Regions from separate parts of the Oryctolagus cuniculus genome. Here region 1 is linked to region 2. The links are chromatin contacts, called in public Micro-C maps. All regions are on one chromosome and are shown on one strand. Each heading gives the region's core, a stretch centred on a gene start, on an enhancer-like site or on the middle of the called end of the contact. The rest is flanking DNA. Distances are from core to core; before and after follow the strand shown. Region 1 holds the start of KLF9 (KLF transcription factor 9). Region 2 overlaps LOC108176622 (a long non-coding RNA gene).

Region 1 (6,350 bases), core at 3,546-6,045, 57 kb before region 2:
CTCCTCGGGGCTGTGGGAAGGACTCGACCCAGATTCGGTGGTCACGTCGCTCTCGGAGCCCAAATCCTCATCGGGGCTCTCCAGACTGTCGCTGCACACCGAGGGGGTCTGCATGGGCCGGTACTTGTTCAGGTCCAACAAGCTCTTGGCGATGGTGACCAGCGTGCAGTAATCCTTCCAGGTGTCCCCCGGGTCACCATGCTCCTTGGTCACCTCACGCTCAGGTAGTCGCAGCCGCTCGGCGTCCGGAGAGCCCCCGTGCTCCGGCACCGCAGCGCGGTTCGAAATGGAAACCAGACACTGGGCAGCCACGAAGTCCATGTAGGCGGCCGCGGACATGGTGCGGGCGACGGCAAAGCCCCGGCGGCGCGGGCCAAACTTGGCTGTGGCTGCGGAGCTTCGGCTCGCCCTGCCCCTGGCCTCGGACGACGAGCGCGGCGCGGCGCGGCGCGGCGGCCAAGGGGGCGGGGGCGCGGGGCGCTTCCGACTCGCAGGAGCGCCGAGCCGACCTCAGCCCCTCATCTTTACGTAACCGGCAGCGCCTCCGCACGCAGCATCCACCGCCCCGGGCTCCTCCGCCGCGCCGGGCGCGGTCCCCCCCGACGGGCGCGCCGGGCCCCTCCGAGCCGGGGCTCCCTTGGAAAGATGCCACACGTGGCGGTCGCAAGTTGATTCGACCGCAAGCGCCCCCCGAGGCGCCGGGAGGGGAAGCTGCAGGAGCGGCACACGCCCTCGGCCGCCTCTCCGTCGAGCCCAAGGCCCCCCACCCTCAGCCGACCACGCCGACGCGGGTGGCGAGGGCCGCCCCGGGCGCCGGCTCTAGGAGACACTTTTCCCCCAGCCCAGGGACGGCGTCTGAGCCCCGGCTCCTGCCGGTCCGCACCGTTCCGGCATTCTCTTGCTCAGTAACAATTTCGCAGAATCCCATCACGTCACAATCCAAACCCCCTCCCATTGGCCAGTGGGGAGGGTGATTCAACTCTGTTTACTTTCTCCCCCTGCCAGTCAGAAGGGCCCTTCGGAGGAGAGGTGCGTCTCGAACCGAGGCGTGCGGCCAATCCGACTGTTCCGTGCCGGTGCCTCGTGCTACCCCGACAGCCTCCAAGGCTGACATTTAAAAGGGTAACAGCCGGGAGGCAGCACCGGAGCGGCCGCCCCTCGCGGGCCGCGCCTCGCCGTCCGGCGGCGGCCGGGCCGGGCCTCCCGGCTCACGGGCCCCCGGCTGGCGGAGCGTCGGGACGCGTCTCCGTCGGTCACTCGCTCGCGTTCCTGTGACGGAACAAGAACCCCGGGCACCGTGTTTCCAGCTTGCAAACAGTTAAGTGACTTCCTGCAAACGCTACAGTCCCAGCAACCCGCCCACCAATCCAAAGTAAGTTGGTTGACGTCACTGGCCTGGGCTCAGCCAATGAGAAGGGCGTTCCGAAAGCGAGCGCTCGACACTTGTAAACGCGGAGAGCCGTAGTGAAACTGGACGCGTCCGCAGGCTCCGTGCAGCTGGTAGTAAATGGGAGAGCTGGACAGGAGGACAGGCGTGGTGAAGACTCGCCGGCGTGGATCTGCAGCTTCGAGAACTGCCGTTATGTCAGGACAAGCTGTCCAAGAATGAACACAAATGGGGAAAAGCCCATTGCGGTGTTTTGAGATGCGGTATACTTTGGCGACAGATTTTAAAAACTCTTCTATCCAGTGCCCGGATAGAAGAGGCCCAGCTCATCTCAGGAGTTGGAGCTAACATAGGTGGCCAGCAGTCTAGGGGAACACCCTGCCTTTGCTTTGACCATACCTCCTATTTCCTCTGCTTTCTGGGTGCCATTTACTCTAAATAAATGGCTTCTGTTATGTCTTACAGCTGTTTTAACCCACCTTCAGATAAGGAGCCAAAAATCCCTCGTGTGTGTGTGTGTGTGTGTGTGTGTGTTTTAATCCATCTTCATCTTTCCGGAGACCCCAGCATGGATGTTAGAGTATGTCCCTTGTCTTATAAGAATGCACAGTCAGACACAGCATAGTGGCTTGTCTTGGTTATCAGGCTGATATACAATCACCAAAATATTAACTGTGCTGAACAGATTCTTGAGTACTAGAACCAAGCCACCGAACATTGTGGCGATACTTGATCAACAGTTAGTGTGGGTCTTGGAGTCTGATTATTGCCCTGGAGGGACTACTGGGGTTGTTTTCCATCTTGATGGCTGAGAAGAGAATCTAGGGCTAGTGTGTCTTGCAGGAGGCATATTGCCATCACAGTTGATTCACAAATACATTCACTTCCCTGAGTGTGAGGGACAGTTGCTTTTGCGGGCTACAGTTTGGTTGACATTCAACCCTCACCCCCACTGGCTGTTAACCTTTGCTAAAATTTGAGTAACACCAGGTACTTGGTCTCCCTGGGAAGGGCCCCAAATTAACCACCTTCCCAACTTGAAGCTTAGGGTAGTTTATTTTCACTGCACTTTTAAAGCGATAGGAGGAAGTTGAAGGCACAGGACAGGAAGGTGTAGAAAGGGGAGCCTGGTCTACCAAGGATACCATGGCCATCATTTTCTCTGCCCCCTTTCCAGGAAGGCTCACTCTGCCAGGACCCCATACAAGCACCCTGCGTGCACCCTGACAACCACCCTGGAAGGCAGGTGTATCACTGTATGTGAAAGTGAAGCCATCATCTTGGAGTTCTTGCATTTCTATCACCTTAATTTTAGAAAAGAATTCATTGAAGCCCATGGGAGTCTGCCTACTTCCTAATTTTTCTGGGGCAAACTCTGTCCCGTAGGATACATGATCACTTAGAAACTGCACCCTTGCTTCCGCTTTGAGTCCCCGCACAAAGACCAGAGGGATGTCTCCAGTAGCCCCTTGGGTCAAGGGCTGCAGAACCTCTCAGATGCCCAAATTAGCTGGCATTGCAGTAGAGAAACAGACTCCTCCCTGGGGCTGGGCATCTGGAGAGATGGGCTTAGGGCTAACACCATCACTATTCCACAAGATAAGAAAACCTGTATCTCCCATGAGCACTGTACTCCAGTAATTTGAATATCAATCACTTTGGGTTAAAAAATGTATAGAATTTTTCCTCCCTTACTTAACTCTCCTCTCTTTAATTCCATTTAATTCCATTTTTTTGTGGACAGAACATCAACCTGAACTCTCCTGACTCATTCATTCCAGACTTTAAAAAAACTAGTAAGTGAATACTGGTCTTTCATCCACATGAAGTTCTCTTATACATTTACAAACATGACTGCTGCTTGACTTAATGTAGGATCTCTCTCTCTCTCTTTTTTTTTTAAAGATTTATTTCATTTGAAAGGCAGAGTTAGAGAGCAAGACAAAAAGAGAGAGACAGAGAGAAATCTTCCATCTGCTGATTTACTCCCCAAATGGCCGCAACAACCAGGGCTGGGCCAGGCCAGAGCCAGGAGCCAGGAGCTTCATCTGGGTCTCCCATGTGGGTGGCCGGGGCCCAATCATTTGGGACATTTTCCACTGCTTTCCCAGGCACATTAGCAGGGAGCTGGTTTGGAAGTGGCACAGCCAGGACTCTAATGGGGTGCCCATATGTGATGCCAGTGACTCAGGCTTAAGCTCGCTAAGCCTCAGCACCAGCCCCGGGATCACTTTTGAAGCCCAAGAATTCTGGAATTATTGAGCGCTCTCTCCTTTTTCTTCTTTTCCACCCATTCTCCTGATATCTCTGTGTTCCTAGCAATGAACTGGGCATGGGGGAATACAGAAAACAATAGAGTCTATCCACGAGATTTGTGTGTTAAGTCACAAGTAATAATTCCTACATCAGGATGTTTTCCCTTGTATTCTCAACAGTGAAATTTCTTTGCTGTTTTGGAATGTGTATTGTAATAGGTTGATGACTAAAAGTAGCTTATGCTGTTTTGCCAGCATGGTAAAACATGTCCTGGTTAATTCTGACAAAATAGATTATCCCAAATTAAAATGAACACTCTGAAGGAAAACAAACAATTTACAAGTATACATTAATACCTCATAAAACAAGAAGTCTGCTTTTCAAATCCACACAAACCAGCCAGGAGGAGCAAGAAAATTCAGCTGTCACCATGCTTCTAGTTTGTGTGTTTTCCTCTCTAAATCCTGACTAAGCCTCTGCTTAATTATTCAAGTTCTCAAAACAATGGTCTGTTGTCGTGACATGCAAGCCGTGTTTTCTGTGCATCCTAAAATGATCAGGATCACTTCTAGGTAGACAGTGTGGCCAGTGGAGGCACAATTTTCAGCAGGTGCTGGCCAACGTGGGGAACTGGCTTCCCGGGCCTGCCAGGAGCTCTGTGAGCTCCAGCTACAAAGAACTATTTCCTTATCTGCGAAAGGGGTGGGATGGGTGGGATGGGGGGATCAGTACAGCTCCATAGTCCCTTTCAAACTCCAAACACACAGGGGATCTTCAGAACAAAGATGCCAGGGGAAAAAGACTGGAGCAAGCCCTGAGTTCTTGAAATTACCGTCTCATCTGTGCCTCTACAAACATCCTATGGCAACGAAGCGCAGTGTACCTTAAACCAACATTTAATGGGCAGCAGGCACAAACATACATTAATTCGAACTCCCTTCTGTAATTTTCACAGTCTCGATTTTTTTTTTTTCACTTGGTTGGTAGAAGTAGACAGGGTCTCAAAGACAGAGACTCGGTCTTTTCCCTCTAGGTAACTTTTCCACTCTAGCCCTAAGCGCAGTATCTCCTGGTGAATGCTGCAGATTCTCAGGCCCAGCCCCTGGAGATTTGTATTCAAACTGTGCCCAAGGCAGGGTTTCCCCACCCCGCCGGGTGCAGTTCATCTACCTGGCGCCCGATTTAAAGTCCAGATTGCCGGGGAGGCTGAGGCTGCAATCCCCCGGTGTAGGGACGGAGTTCTGCCAGTTCTGGCTTTCCTCTCCGGTTCCTGCTGGGAGGCGTGGACGGTGCCGGGCAGAAGTGCCAGCCTCCCCGCGGGAAGGAAGAGCAGATGGCTCGCTGCGGGGAGACGATCACGTGTCCGACCTCACTCTGGGCTGGAGCCAGACCTCTCCCTTTCAGGGCCCACGTCCTCCGGCCTCAGCGACCCCACCTAGGCACACGGGTCCCGTGTGAGGAAAAGCGGGTGCGTTTCCGTGAGAGCAGAGGAATTGGGGAAGGTGACGAGCAGCGGGGGGCGGAGGGACGGAGGGGATCTGGCTTCTAACAATGGTGACGTTCCTGGATTTGAAATGCAAGCAGGTAAAGCCGGACCTGGGGGAACGCCCGAGGCCGCCGAGCCAGATAACACCCAGGGCCTGGAGGGGGTGGGGAGCTGCGGCCCGCGCGAAACTTGTCCGACGCCCTACTTTGCTCCCGCCCCACTTAGCAGCCTCCCGCCCCTCCGCGGAGCAGAAAGGCCACCCGTTCATGCATATGCAGCAGGATAAGTTTAGCTCGGAGCAGCCCCGCGCCGCGCTCCGCGCAGCACCCGCGCTCGGAGGCGGGCGCTGGGCGCGGGCCGCAGACGGGCGGGAGCAGCAGCCACTAGCGGGCCGCGCGCCCCAGCCTGGCATCGCCCTTTTAAAAAGTCTTCCGCAGGCGGCCGCGCCGCAGCAGCCGGAGGAGGCGAGTTCATCTGAGGACAGTCCCAGTTCTCAGAAATCCCTTCCCTGCTGGAACATCAAGCTCCCTTTACTGCAGTTGAACAAACTGCCCTAGATTGCGGGATGAGGAACCCGCCCCAAACTCGTGCAAGGAGCTCCGGGCGCCCGCGCCCACGTGAGCTAACCTTGACATTAGCCCCCGCACCCGCGAGGCGTGCGGAGAGGCGCGCGGGGGCGGAAAGGGGCGGGGTGCGGGCTCCCTGCGGTCCTAGACCTTCGGTTTGCCCCCTCCGCATGCGTGACTACCCCCACCATCATGTTTCGTAACTCTAGCGGGGTTGCTTTTATATATATATATATACACACACTCTCCTGGTAAAGATGGGTGTGGGGTGTGTTGGGGAGAGGACAGGCCACCTGCCTGTGGTCCCCCTGGGAACACTGCAGAGTAGGGTGTCGGGATGACATCAGCTTCTAAACATAGCCCGCACCGCACCGCACCGCACCCCAACTCCGAGCGCCGCGAGCCCGGCGCGGGGGTGAGACGGGAGCGGGGGAGGCGGGCGCTGCTATCCCGGGCGGGGCGCGCTGGCCGGCCCCGCCGGGCTGTGCGGGAGGAGATGACTTTGCAGGATTCGTGCTCCCAGCATCTGCAGGCAGATTTCTCCCGCGATGGCCCGGCCACGGGGTTAGGAACATTCCTGCTGTTCGGCGCTTGCCCCTGCCCCACAACAGTCATGCACGCACACGCGCGCGCCCAGCGCCGAGTTCCAGTGTGC
Region 2 (5,983 bases), core at 3,219-5,718:
CAGGTCTTCCTAGAGAACTTCATTATTTCATCTCAAGTGTATCTGGGGGATGTCAAGCAGTAGCGCTCTATTCTAATTCCATGGAGGCAGCAACACAACACGTCTGAGAGCCACCAGATGGAAATGACTCCTGGGTCATTCTCTTTTCATATCCTCCTATTCATTATTCCCCTCTGTCAGTGCAAATATAAAAAACCAGCTTCTTGCCAAAAGACTGAATGAGGTGGAGTTGGGAAATAATACAAGGCTTCTGTGTGTCTGGCCAGGTAGAATTTTCTGGAATTAGTCTTGGATCTATTTTTGACCTCATGGACAGGCAGTAAGATGCATATATATCAAATTTTGTAGACTTATTTACTTTTTATTTCTTTGAAAGGTTGAAAGGTACTGTTAAAGGTGGATGGGGGGGTAGAGAAAGAGAGAGAGGGAGAGGGAGAGGGAAAGAAAGAGAAAGAGAGAGAGATATAGAGAGATTCTATCCACTGGTTTACTCTCCAAAAGGCTGCAATGGCCAGGACTGGGCCAAACCAAAGCCAGGAGCCCAGAGCTTCTTCTGGTTCTTCTACTTGGGTGCAGGGGCCCAAGGACTTGAGCCATCTTCCACTGCTTTCCCAGTAGCATTAGCAGGGAGCTGGATTGGAAGTGGAGTAGGAGGGTCTTGAATCAGCACCCATATGGGATACCAGCATCACAGAAGGAGACTTAATCCACTATGACACAGTGCTGGTCCTGTATTTAATTTTTGTGTCAAAGTGTACAGAGGTACACTTTACGTACAATGAAATACACCTATTTTAAGTATATAGGTCTATGAATTTTTTTATTTTATTTATTTATTTATTTATTTTTGACAGGCAGAGTGGACAGTGAGAGAGAGAGACAGAGAGAAAGGTCTTCCTTTGCCGTTGGTTCACCCTCCAATGGCCGCCGCGGCCAGCGCGCTGCGGCCGGTGCACTGCGCTGATCTGATGGCAGGAGCCAGGTACTTATCCTGGTCTCCCGTGGGGTGCAGGGCCCAAGCACTTGGGCCATCCTCCACTGCACTCCCTGGCCACAGCAGAGAGCTGGCCTGGAAGAGGGGCAACCGGGACAGAATCCGGCGCCCCGACCGGGACTAGAACCCGGTGTGCCGGCGCCGCAAGGTGGAGGATTAGCCTAGTGAGCCACGGCACCGGCCGGTCTATGAATTTTGACAAAGGCATATATCCCCACAAATGTAACCACCCTCACAACCGAGACAGGATTATTTTCAATCCCCAAAGCCTCCTCATGCCAAGCCGCAAGTTGCCCCAGTGCCTGGCCCTGGGCAATCCCTGATCTGCCTTTTGTCATCATCAATTAATTTTGCCTGCTCTAGAATTCCCAATAAATGGCCAACACACCATGTGTATTATTTTGTATTTGTTTTTTTTTTTTTTTCACTCAATATAGTGTTTTTGAGATTCATCCTTGCTGTTACAAGTGTCCATAATTCTCTTTTTACTTAAAATACTGATTTGGAAGTGATGACCAACTGTGCAATTTCTCAGCAAGATGAGCAGATAAAGGAAGTCCCTCTGATCTAAAAATTCCATCAACTTTCCCATGAATTGAAGGCCTGAGAATTACACTAGGTTAGCATAGATCACATATTTTTTTAAAAAGATTTATTTATTTGAAAGGCAGAGTGTGAGACACACACACACACACACACACACACACACTACACACAGAGAGAGAGAGATCTTCAATTTACTGGTTCTGGTTCACTTCCTGAATGGCCATAACAGTTGAAGCCAGGCAGAAGCCAGGAGCCTGGAACTCCATTCAGGTCTCCTACTGGGTGGCAGGAGTCCAAGCATTTGGGCCATCCTCTGCCATTTTCCCAGGTGTATTAGCAGGGACCTGGATCAGAAGTAGGGCAGCCAGGAATTGAACAAGCACTCCACTATGAGCTGCCTGTCGCAAATGGTGGCTTCACCCCACTGCATGACAACGCTGGCCCCACAGATCACATTTAAGAAGCAGCTGAGTCCGTACGTTTCTGAGCTCCAGGAGCACAGGAGGGAGGGGAGAAGCAACCCTGGTGAAAGCAGATGCTAGGGAGGATGACAGGGCAAATGTACAGTTCCCTTATGAGCTCAGCCAAATTTGACAATCCTGGGGAATATAAATAGCGGTGGCCCTATTTACATGTATGTTTGTCTTAGGAGACCCGGCAGGGAGTGGTGGGAAGCAGCATTTCCCTGAAGGATTTGAGGCAGCAGAGACAACTGGGCAAAGCAGAGCCTGTCCCAGGCCATGCTTGGTAAATGTTAATGACAATGAGAGCTAATATTTACTGAGTGCTCACTTAGCGTCTGGCATCGTGGCATTGAACTTGGACCTAACCCTAACCTAACCTGGGTTGCACTCCCTTGCACTCTGCACACCACAGTCCTGCCTACCCAGCAGCCTGCACCAAGACTGTGTTGGAGAGCAGTTCTAGAGCTACTGGAACCACTTTGCTTCCCAGCCCAGGGAGCAAGAGTGCCTGGGACTTATGTGCAACTAACAGGTGTGGGAGAGCACAGTGGTCCCAGTTACCCGTGTGGCTTATTCTGTGACCCGCAGGCCTCTCCAGGAGACGGCTCCATCCTCAAAGTTGCTTGGCCCCTGCTCTTCGCAGTCCCATTCCCCATCTTCTCTGCCATTTTCCCCCCTGGAGGACAGTTCTTCATGAATTCGCTTCCAAAAAGTCCTCGTTTTAGAGTCTGTTTCTATAGACTCCAAAGTTAAACTAGGCTAGTATAGTCATTTTACAAATGAGGAAGCTGAGGCTGTCACACACACACACACACACACACACACACACACACACACTCAGAGCTGACTCCTGCTCATCCTACAGGTGAACACTTGAACTTGACTTTCTCCAGCAGCTTTCCCAGAACCCCTAGTCTAGATTGAGTTTCCTGCTCCTCTTCTTGGAGTCCTCCTTTGTTACCCTTATCTTGATGCTAAGTTTACACAGATCTGTGTGATGATCGGATTAATGATCAGCTCCCCTTCTAGACTGCTGGCTCCAGGAGGTCAGGGATCATGGCCCCTTTGCTCTCAGCTGTGTCTCCAGCATCTTGGCACAGTTTCTAGAACATGTAATTGCTCAGCAAATATTTATTGGCTGATTTAAAGTTCCTTCAAGTTCCTCATGGGTGCTCAGTGGCCTCCTGGATACTTTCCTGCTTCTCCTGAGAAACAGGCTAGAAATGCATAGTGTATAACCCCCGAGAGCAGTGCAAGGCCTCATACCCAGTGCTATCCTTCTGTGTGCTTAGGGAAAAGCAGCATCCAGGGAAAAGTGACAGGCTTTTGCTCCAAGAGACCAAAACTCATCAACGGTAGAGTTCAGTCTAGAAGTAGGTCTTGAAAGTTGGGTAGAATTTGAATGGATTCCTAAGAAGAAATGAGAATAATGTTGTAATGAAATACAGTGTCATTTAACTACCTGCACATCCTGAATAAAGTGCACATTCTTGGATCCCCATACTTTTCAACAAAAGTACACTTAGTCCCAAGTTCTCCCTGGGAAGCTGATCGGTATCTATTTCCTTCTATTCCTGCCACGGCAATTTCCCGGCTGTATAAAACTTACAAACTGGTTTGGAAGCATTTGTGGAGAGAGGTGCCATAGAAATGCTTGAGATTATTGAAATAAATGCTGATTGAGAGATTTCCCAGGTGGATATTTAAAATACACACAGGCGCACACACACGCGCACACACTCTGCACTTAGGCTCCTTTGGGCTCTGAGAAGTGGAGATAAATTGTACCCCTTGACAGTGGACTGTAAATCAAGAAGTGTGTTTCACAGTCCCCCACTCTCCGCTTCTGTTTGCTGCTGTCTCGGGCAATCCTTCACCTGCTGGAACACGGGCCTGGAGGATCTTGGCACGAGGCGAGGTGGTGCTTAGCAGCAAGGTAAATATTGGCAGACTGTGCGTGAGAGGTGAATATAAATAAGACATTCCTTAGAAAAGTTCACCTCTGGATCCACCACTTCTCTTACCAATAGTCCTGAGTTTTTGCTAAGTCCAAACAAAAGATTTTTGTACCAATATTGAAGCAGGAACAAATTTGATGAATAATTTTGAAGGCGAATTCATGGTATTATTTCTACAAGTTTTGATCATTGGATTAGATTACTGAACATGCTTTTCCTGACTTCATCCCCTTTAATGCTGTTTATCAATGTTTGCTAGAATTTGCTCAATCAAACCACACTGTCCCACAGCTCAGTTCCTTTGCACTTGCACTTGATACTCTTGGTGCCTGTACTGGAACGTGTTAATTTAAGTTGGATGGAAGCACACGTGGTACCAGGATCATCTTTTATCTCCTTTATGAAGGTTTTCTCGACTTAAGCTCCCACTCCCATAATGAGCCACTTTGTCCTGGAGAAGTTTGATTGCACACATGACTGTGCTCTCTCAGAGAGTCCCTGCTCACAGCCTGTACCCACTTTGAGGCTGTAACCAACACTTCACTGCAACCCACTTGCCCCCTTGTGGCCTCTCAAGCCACCTCCCAAAGCATTTCAGTAATGTAGATTCTACTGCCCTGCTCACAACAGGAGGGCTTACCCTGAAAGTCATATGACCAAACTGCATAAAAATTCCCTCTGAAAATCTTCGTTCATTCCAAGAGCTTTTCATCCCATGGCCAGCTGCCTTATTTCCTCTCTTCTTAAATCTTCTACTCTTCTCTATCCCTGAGCCGTGCAGCCTCCTTCTGCCATGGATTCCTCACTGCCACCCAGTCTCATGGAGTAATCCAGCCTGCTCAGCCCTTCCTCCTTCATGCTCTTGCATCCTTGAAGTTTTAGGTTCTATCCATCAAAGTTTCCCTTTGAGATCAGACCTTTAAAAAAGGCAGCAATGTTTGAAATAATTAGTACATTTATTCTCCTTTTACTAGAGACTGGAGCAACTTGAGAGCAGGAAACCAGCCTCATACACTTTTGTATCTCCTGTGCAAAATCTTTGAAACATTTGTGAAGGGTTTGTGTTTAGCCTATCTGTTAAAATGCCCCTGTCTCAACGTTAGCATTCCTACATTCAATTGCTAGCTCCAGCTCCTGACTCCAGCTTCCTGCCATTGCAGACCCTGAGAGGCTACAGTGATACTTCAAGTAATTGAGCTGCTGCCACCCTTGAGGGAGACCTGGATTGAGTTCCTGGCTCGTGGCATCTGGCCCACCCAGCACTGGCCATTGTGAGCATTGTGAGCTCTCTCGACCTGTCTCTCCTGTTCTGACTCTTTGGCTCCCTCTCACTATCTCTCAAAATAAGAAAAAAATGTAAAATGAATAAATAAATTAAATAACAGTCACTAACTACAATTCTTTTTTTTAAAGATTATTTATTTATTTGAAAGGTAGAGTTACATAGGAGAGGCAGAGGCAGAGAGAGAGAGAGAGAGAGAGAGATTGGTCTTCCATCTGCTGGTTAACTCCCCAAATGGCTACAACAGCTGGAGCTGGGCAGATCTGAAGCCAGGATCCTGGAGCTTCCTCTGGGTCCCCCATGCCGGTACAGAGGCCCAAGGACCTGGGCCATCTTCCACTGCCTTCCCAGGGCATAGCAGAAATGATCAGAAATGGAGCAGCCGGAAGTTGATCATGCAGGCAGTGGCTCTACCCATTATGCTGCAGAGCCAGCCTCGCTAGCTACAGTTCTCAACACTGCATTCGAATCGTGGTTTTCTCCTGTTTGAAGATGTCCTATGCTTTCTCTAACTGCTGGGCCATCCTGATCCCAGGCCTCTGTTCAGCTCTGATGGGCCCTCTCCTCCTTGAGCCTACCATGTCTATTCTTGGTTCCAGGTGTTCATTCGTTTGTCTCTCCAGGGCTATGCTTTCAATAGGGTGATGGTAACCCAGCAGCTGTGCCTTCAATAGGGTGTTGGTAACCCAGCACCAGTCATCCTCATCATTGACATACATTATTTCAGCCCTGGAGAGAC

Evidence for each region. A called contact is a pair of places that touch in the nucleus more often than the background predicts.
Region 1: a Micro-C map of ear pinna shows a contact between it and region 2, with 5 times the contacts expected there. The contact joins the promoter of KLF9 here to the enhancer-like site in region 2. A contact is called at or near these places in 4 of 6 Hi-C or Micro-C datasets (ear pinna, liver, psoas muscle and 1 more).

Annotation. Positions count from the first base shown.
Region 1 is chr1:160,024,900-160,031,249 of mOryCun1.1, reverse strand. KLF9 (KLF transcription factor 9) reads right to left here and starts at 4,795. Exons shown (of 3, transcript XM_051858717.2): 1 at 1-4,795. The coding sequence starts at 339.
Region 2 is chr1:159,967,871-159,973,853 of mOryCun1.1, reverse strand. LOC108176622 (a long non-coding RNA gene) reads right to left here. Exons shown (of 3, transcript XR_007924301.2): 3 at 5,364-5,983. Among named protein-coding and RNA genes, the nearest start is that of KLF9, 56 kb to the left of the region's middle. Within about 2 kb of position 4,468, at least 3 of the 8 cell types and tissues checked have an H3K27ac peak or open chromatin away from gene starts, as enhancers often do. A contact at or near this core is called in ear pinna, where this site is marked.